2 separate regions of the Gossypium hirsutum genome follow, and region 2 is linked to region 1. The links are chromatin contacts, called in public Hi-C maps. All regions are on one chromosome and are shown on one strand. Each heading gives the region's core, a stretch centred on a gene start, on an enhancer-like site or on the middle of the called end of the contact. The rest is flanking DNA. Distances are from core to core; before and after follow the strand shown. Region 1 holds the start of LOC107948911 (expansin-A6). Region 2 holds the start of LOC107948922 (L-type lectin-domain containing receptor kinase S.4).

The links. Hi-C and Micro-C count contacts between places; a contact is called where the count stands out from the background.
Region 2: a contact with region 1 is called in a Hi-C map of leaf, with 1.6 times the contacts expected there. The contact joins the promoter of LOC107948922 here to the promoter of LOC107948911 in region 1. A contact is called at or near these places in 2 of 34 Hi-C or Micro-C datasets (both in leaf).

What each region holds. Positions count from the first base shown.
Region 1 is chrA04:73,175,052-73,179,387 of Gossypium_hirsutum_v2.1, forward strand. It overlaps LOC107948911 (expansin-A6), which reads right to left and starts at 1,999. Exons shown (of 3, transcript XM_016883572.2): 1 at 1,759-1,999; 2 at 1,233-1,551; 3 at 1-753. The coding sequence starts at 1,924. The coding sequence ends at 444.
Region 2 is chrA04:73,776,305-73,780,640 of Gossypium_hirsutum_v2.1, forward strand. LOC107948922 (L-type lectin-domain containing receptor kinase S.4) reads right to left here and starts at 1,888. Exons shown (of 1, transcript XM_016883585.2): 1 at 1-1,888. The coding sequence starts at 1,336.

The DNA of each region.
Region 1 (4,336 bases), core at 749-3,248:
AGATCAAGAAAATATTGTTTTGGTTTATCTAAATCTCTCTTATTCTCATAGCAGTAAAAATGAAACTACTATATGACTCGAGTGCTGCGGGCTGCATGTTTTCTTTTGCTTTGCAGCCGCTTCAGCACCCCCACCTTACAACTTTTTTTGCCATCAGCTGGAATTTTTTTTACTGTTACCCACCAGCTTACTTGCAATTCACAAACAAAAGAACTACAAAATGCAACACTCATGACTCAAATCCAACAACACACACAATGGTCACTTGGTGACTTTGCTATCTATTTTTCTTTTCCGTAAAGTCCTACCCAAAAGCCCATTTTTACCCACCCGCCACTTCAAATTTTCCCGAGAAAATAAAGGAAAATTGAAGGGCAGGAAAGAGAAAGTTAAATTGAAGAAGTGGTAATAAAAATTAAAAGGGGAAAGAAGTGTGTTTAAAATCAAACACGGAAATTCTTTGCGGTGAAGGTTTGTCCGAACTGCCAATTAGCTGGTGCCACGTTCCAGGAGGTGGAGGTTCTTCTATCACTGCCCGTCACTCTAAACGAGAGTTGTTGGCCTACCAAAACGGCGTTGGACTGCCAGTTCTGACCCCAGTTACGGCTCATGCTCAACCAACCGGTGTTGGTTCCTTTCACGCTCACCTTCACAATATCCCCCGCACCCGCCACGTTGGTGACCAAAACCAAGTTGAAATAACGGAATCCGTTGATAGTGAATCTAATTCCACCTTGCTTTCGGCATGGCACTCTGTCAATCAATCAATAATTTAATAAGAAGGGTGTTTGTGGAAATTACATAAATTGAAAGCCCTTTTTTCCTGCATTAATGATGGTATGTCGTCAATTTTGTCGTTTAAGGAGGATGTCTGAATGGGCGGAAAATCTTGGTGATCCCCAAATTTACAGTACTGCCCTGGTAATCATTGGGAATCGAGAGAGGAGGGGTGTTTGGGTCATTCCAGGCGTCACAGGAAAACCGTTGGATCTAAGTGTGGGTAAAGGATATTAAATTCTGGATTGATTCTCAAAATCTCAACAGACCCCGAGATAATGAGGTCATAAAGGGCGATTCTTTTGAGGCCCTCCTTTTGCCTTTCCCAAGGAAGTACGTAAAAAGTTATTTTAATTAAAAACAATACTGTGTTTGGTTCCTAAATGTATACACATTTCACCACCCTTCTCTTCGTAAAAATACTAATAAATGGAAGAGTAATGAGGGAGACTGACCTGCGGAAGGAAACGGGGACAATACCAGCACGGTACTCGGCGATCTTAAGGAACATAGGCATGGCAAGGTCAAAGTGAGGGCGAGGAGGGTTACACCAGCCGCCATTATCACTTGGGAGAGCATAGTTAGGAGGGCAAAAGTTAGTAGCAGTAATAAAAATGGAAGGGTTGCCTGGGTGGCACCATCTTGGGTCATCCGTGCACTTGATCTCAAAGCAAGCTCCGCAGCTTAGCCCATTGTTGAAAATGGCTGTGCTTAATGCTGCAGTGTTCACGCCATACCCTTGGCTGTACAGATTCCCATACCCACATGCACCGCCTTAACAAACAAAAAAGGGAAACAATTGAAGGCATTTTAATGGACATGAAGAAAATAATGCAATGCAATAAAATAAAAAAAAAGAAGACGAAACAGAGATTTTGTTGGAAAATGCATGTTAACAAAATGGGTTATTTTTTTACCGCTTTGCACTAGAAGTAAAACAAAATATTAAATGTTATAAGATTAATAGAAAGAAAGAAATACCCATAGTTCCAGAAGCATCACTGCCACCATAAAAAGTAGCATGGGCAGATTCCCAAGAGCCACCAGTGTAAACTCCAGGGATTCTTGCATTCACCATGCCAAAAAGGCACATCAATGAAGCAAAGCATAGCAGTGTCAAGGAAGAAGAAGAAGCGTCAACAGCCATTGTTTTATTTAAAGAGGAAATTATGAGGTAAAAGAAAGAAAGGGTGATTCGTTAACTTTGGGGCGAATGGAAAGCGGGAAGAAAGTTGGGGGGGTACTTATTGAGGAACCGGAAGAGTGAAGAGTGGGGGCCCACAATAAATGAATGCAGTCCATTTCTCATTAACCCCATTTTTCTGCAATTAAAATTCAAACCTCACAACTTTTATTATTACTATTTAAGACATGTTTGGTTTTGTTCCTAAGACTCCGAAATTTGAAGGCCATGTGGCTCACACATGGGCAGTTCTTAATTTTGTTTTAGTCAAAGAGTGGTGCAAAAATTGAAGACCTAATTACCATAATTGGAATGCTTGCACATGCATCCTTCACGTAAGATGGTACTAGAAAGTTTAAGCTTTTTGATTTCACACATAAATCAGTTCTTTTTAGAAGAATCTTTAAAATAAGGTTTAATTATTCAGATTGAAACATTGAAATGCAACACTCATTTGCTTATGGAGAAAATAGCGGTGAAGGCTCAAGTAAAAAAGTCAATATCTCGGATAGGTGTCTCAAAGGTGTTGTTTGAAGAGATGTTTAAATAGGTGTTTGAACAAAAAGTAAATCAGTCCTAACAAGTTCAGAGACATATTAGGAGAATGGAGATAGTACAAGTGTGAAATCATAAATTAAACAAAAAAAAAAGTTAAACTAATACCTAATTATGTAGGTGATTCTTTTTTGTTCACACAACTATAAAAATTCTCAATTTAATCATTAAATTTTTTTCAAAATTTGATTTTGTAGTCTACTGTTAAATGGGTAATGAAAATCTAATAATTTTTAGATTTCTACGTGGGTAAGTAAAGTAGTTTATTGTTTCCTCTTCACTTGACTTAGCCGTCGTCGCCCTACTCCGGTGGCTATTCCTATCCATTTACTTCATTTTATTGAAGGAAAGTAATTCCTCCCATATTGTCACAACAAATATGCATTGGAAAGTAAGTAATGAACCACATAATTAAACATTTTCTATTACTATATTGATAATACAATTTCACAAATAAAGTAGGTGGGACTTTAAAGATGCTACCAATTGAATTCTAAACTTTCAATTTCCAATATTATAAAACATTTAATTGATTCATCAACATTCACAAAATTTATAAGAAATTACTGAATTATTTGAAATATATGCAAACTAATATATATTAAAGTATTGAAAATTGGCACTAGAAGATAAACAGAGGGGTTATTTGCAGCATAAACCCCTTCGTATTATTTATTTTTATAAGGCTTTCTACTTTCTTTTATTTACTAATCTAGCCCTTTCAATTTTATAGTTATTCTTAATTCAAAAATGACTTAATAATATTATTTACATTAATCAGTATATATTTTCACTTAATTATGAAACAAAATTGTCTTGTTTTTTCTCTGTTATTTATAAAAGGTTAATTTTATGACTGATTAATTAATTGAATTTTTTAATTATATTTAAATATTTAACTAATAAATATTAAAAATTATATTTTAATTTTAAATAAATATACATAATGCTCAATAAATATTAAAAATTATATTAGAATAAATAATAAGGGTGCGTTTGGTTCATCAAATCCTAGATTACGTTTAATAATAAAATTACAAGAATGTAAGATTATGTGTGCAATATAAGATTATCTTATTTAGTTTATTTAATTGAAACATAAGATCCATGTGTTTGGTTAATAAAATATAAAATTACCTAAAAATAAATTTTACTAATTTGTCCCTATTATAAAATTTTTATTTTTATAAGCTTAACATTTTTTAGCCTTAAATTTTTTATAAAATTATAATAACTTAAGAAATTTGTTTGCATTACACCTTGATTTTTTTTATATGAACCCAATTTAACAATGCTCTAAAGAACTTGGCTTGCTTTTAATATGAAAAGTGAGGTCATTAGCATCCAAGTTTTATGTTCAATTTAATGACTTCCCAACAAGTATAAAAAGATTGTGCTTTTTTTTTTAAACAATGTGCCTCTCTTTTTTAATTTGTTAATTTTTGTGGCAATTTAGATTTTGTTTGATAATATAAGTTATTAGTACTTATTTTTAGAATTTTTTTGTAAGATAAGAAAAGATAGAGGATTTTATTTTCAAAAAATAGGACCATATAAAAAAATCTAGTTAATTTAATAATTTCATAAAAGAAATAAATTCAAGTTATTAGTTTAACATGAAACACCAAAATGTGAGAGTACAGGATGGACGGAATGTTGAGAATCCAAACACTACAATCTCATTTCAAAATGTAACATTATGAGTCGCAATGTAAAATTCAGTCAACCAAACGTTAATATCATTTTAACATTATTCTATTAAAATTAAATACTTACATGACCTTATTCAAAATTGTGCATTTATAATAACACAAAAATAAA
Region 2 (4,336 bases), core at 638-3,137, 600 kb after region 1:
AAGCAACACCTTTGATAATACTGAATCTTTGCTCCCAATTCAAGATTATTTTAGGCTCATCAAACAAAAACTGATCTAAGCTGCCATTAGCCATGAAATCATAAACAAGAAGAAGATCACCTCTTCTCCTGCACCATCCCAGTAACTGAACCAAGTTCCTGTGGCGAAGCCTTCCAATACTAGCAATTTCTGATACGAATTCACGCAAACCCTGCTTCGATTCATGAGAAACTCGCTTCACAGCAACTTCAGTCTTTGAATTTCGAAGCGTTCCTTTGTAAACTCTGCCAAATCCACCTTGACCAAGTAAGTTTTTGTCACTGAAACCATTGGTTGCTTTCTTGAGTTCTCCATAAGAATATCTTTGTGGTCCAATCTCCAGCTCCCAATCTTCAATCACATCAGCGTTTTTAATTTTGATAATGATATAAATGACAATGGAGACAGCAATTATGACAAGAATGACACAGGAAACAGAGACACCAACTGTTAAAGCTGTATGCTTTTTTAGTGGTCCGGGGAGCGAACGCAGAGAAGATAGATCGAGAGCCTGAGCTTGTCCATTGATTTTAAAGCTCCAACCTAAAACATAATGCGAGCTAGCAAGTAACCCTGTTGAAGCTGAGAAACCAACGTACATAAACTCTTGAAGAAACGGTGAAAGATCTACATGATACGACAAGATCGGCAATCTGGGTCTTGTCGAATTCGGTGCGATGGTTACATTGAAGACGTTTTCAACTGAATCATAATCGATCCAAACTTGGATAGGGTTTCCACTTTTGAGAGTAAGATTTTGCTTCGTGGAAACATCGGTGAAGTAAGCGGCAGGAGCCGAAGCATTTGACACCATGCTGTTGATGTCGATGCCAATATGGTTGTCATTGATGTCCTGGAACTCAAAATCCTGCACCGTGTCGAACTCTACTGCAACCAGATGGTTTGTGAGGTTCCCATTATCAGTTGCGTTAAGGATTCCTAGATACTGACTTGGAAGTGCTTTCAGATCTCTAGAAGTGGCGATTGTGAAAGCAAGGCCATGCCCACCTAGCTTTAAATACTCAGGAACTATAACGAAAGCAAAAGAGGTGGAAAAGGAAAAAGCTTGCCCATTGCTGGATTTCTTGAATCTAAATGGAGAGTTGTAAAAAGCATGACCCTGTAGACGACTGGTGTCATTTGTTAAGCAGAGAATGCCATGTTTATCAATCCGTGCAATCCCTGTTACTGTTAAGTTGCTGGGGTTTAAGCCTTTGAATCCAGGGAAGAACACCTCGGTGGACTGTGAAGAAGCAGCTGAGATAAAGAGAAAGAAAAGTAGGAGGAAATAAGCCATGTTAAGGGCAAACGAGAGATGGAATCAGGGTAAAGAAAAAGGATGAGAAATTGAAAAAATAAACGTGAGAGAGATGGGAATTTTAATTTAAGCCTTGAAGAAACAATATTGAGAGCACCTTTTAGGTGTGGTTTTTGTTGAAAGAGTAGTGGAAACTTGAAAGAGATCTCATGATAATGATAGAGATTAGAAGGGCCAGTGAAGGGTTTCCAAGCAGAAAGCTCGAAACATTGGGCACCAATTTGGGTATAACACATATATGGGCCAACAGCTATAGATAGAGAGGAAGTGCAACAGATGGTGACGCGTGTTCTGGAATTTGGTCAGGTTCTGGCACAGACCACACCGAGCAGAAGAGGGTTTCATTTATGGGTGCCTTTTCTTTTTTTCCGGATTAGCCCACATCAGTTACCCTTTTAGACCTTGGAAAGGAATTTATTTGACTTCCGAAGTTGATTTAAAACAAACTCGAAGGGGATTCAAGTTTATTGCTAATCTTCCATTCTCAAATTGTATTTTTCTGTTGAAAATTAAAAATAAAATATTCTCCTTGATGCAGCCAAGAGCCAACAGAGGACTAAAGCTTTGTTTATTCAAACTCAAGGCATTCAAGAAAGCAGGCAGGCTGAGGACAAGAGTTTTTCCCGGCAAAATGATCCTTTTTTACTCTTTAACTTAAAACAATTATAATGGATAACAAGGATGTAACGGTAATGTTACTTTACTTTAGCATTATTTTTAAGAAGTGTTCATGATAAGTGATTTTGATAAATATTGCTAAAATGTGTTTTTAGAAATAAATTGTCTATTTAGATAGTGTATTATAAAGTAATAAATAAGCATTTAAATAATGTTTAAATTAGTTAATATTATGATATTTTAATAAGAATATAAAAAATAATTTATTATAATTTGTTGTTAATATTTTAATATATAAAAAATAAATTTTAAATATTTTTTAAGCAATTAACTAGAGAAAGGAAAGTATCATATGCTTGATGAATGAGATCGTAATTAAGCTGTCAAAAGTACTTTTTAGATAGAAAAGTTAAAAATTTTAACTTCTACTTTAGGAAGAGTACTTTTGAAAAGTCAAAAATTTCCTTCAAAAGTTATTTGTTTAGTATTTATTTTGCTTTAAAAGTGGTTTTTATATTAAAAGTGATTTTAAAAAGTAATGCTAAACACAGCCTTCATCTTATAATTCATCGTTGAATTAATTGTTTAATTTAATATTTATAATAATGATAAATGTATTTATCAAATTCTTCTATTATAAAGATTTGATCAAATGAGTTCATTTATTATTAAATAGATCAATTTAATCCATAAATTGAAACGAAATTAACATTTATTATTTAAAAAATGATATGATTATTCATAAATAAATCAGGTCCATACAAAATATTTCATTATAATCATAAAAAACTTTCAAAATATAATTTTATTAAACAAAAATAATATTTTTAAATAATAAGTGTTAATTCTATTAAATTTAAATTTTTTTTGAAACATTAAGCTTCCATTATGCATTAATTAGAGAAATTTGAGTCAAAACAAAGAAAAATAGAACATTTTCTTAATCAGCCCTTAGGCTTCCTAAATCACGCCACCTGTCCCTATATTCATTGCATCCTGTGGGTGGTGCCTTGGGCAGTTAATCCTACTCCCTAAACAAACATCTAGACCTCACATGAACTGAAGCTCCTCAATTCAAATCCTAATAAATAAAAGCAACAAGAAAAATCCTAAAATCAAAAAAACCTTTCCCCTTCCCTTCTCATTTTTAACTACATCTGTTGAAGAGTTTCTTTTGCTTGAGAACTTGGAACCCACAAGATTTTGTGCTAAAACAATTTTCTTCCCACAGTTCCTTCTATTAACTGAGCTCATCGGAGGCCTTGTTCTTTCTTCTTCGGACTCAGACCCTTAAAACTGTCATCGACTCTGTATCCTCCTTTTTCCTTTCTTTGTTCCTTTGTCTCTTTTTTTTTTTTTTTAGTTTTGCGATTTTGGTGACTATAGTTCTCATAAATAAGAAACCAGTGTTCTTTTTTGTGTTTTTGTGCCCTCATTCCATACCCCTTTGATCCTTCTGAATGAATGGATCGTCCTCCCTCGGAGTTTTTTTCCACCCAAAAGGTCGGCAAATCCCTTCCTTTTCCCCACATTACGATCACATGTGCTGCTTCATTTGCTTCCTGAGGTATGTGTCGATACATAAGACTTCTAAATTTTCTTGCTTTGTTTCTAATTTCATCAATAATTCCTCCGATAACTGACCGATCAATATAATCATCATTTTTTTGAAGCTTTTTTACGACATTCAGTGAATCTCCTTCTAAAATGATGTATTGAAACCCTAGGTTTTCTGCGAAGGCTACTTCGTGAAGGCGTGCATAGGTTTCTACTATTGTTGCATCTCGTATGTTCTCAATCGAGTAGGTGCATGAACCGATTACAAAACCGTTGTTATTTCTTACTATAATTCCAGAAACTGCCCTATTATTTGGCTTTTGAAAACTGGTGTCGAAATTAACTTTAACTTGGTCTTCTGATGGGGGTTTCCATTGTAGATCTTGTATTCTGTGGTTTCTTACAAGATTATTGTCCAACATTTTAATTTCGTTTATAAAGGCTTTGATGGAACTTATGATGTTGTTAATACCTTGTCGAACACCTGCATGATAAAACAAGTTTCTATTGTGTCAAATCGCCTAGAATGCGATTGCTAAACATATTCTCTGTTTTGTATTATTTAACTTAAAAGTATCGGTTAACCAAATTTTCCACTCTGTGTTTTCATGCATGGTTGCAATTTGAACATCCATCTTTTGGAGAACAAGCTTTGCAACGTAACAATCGCATAAGACATGTGCAGTTGATTCTTCTTTTTCACCACATGTCGAGCACATCGCTTCAAATATGAGTTTTTGAATTTAAGATTACTTAGAGTAGGCATGAAATTGTTTGTAATCCGCCATAGGTTGATTTTAATTT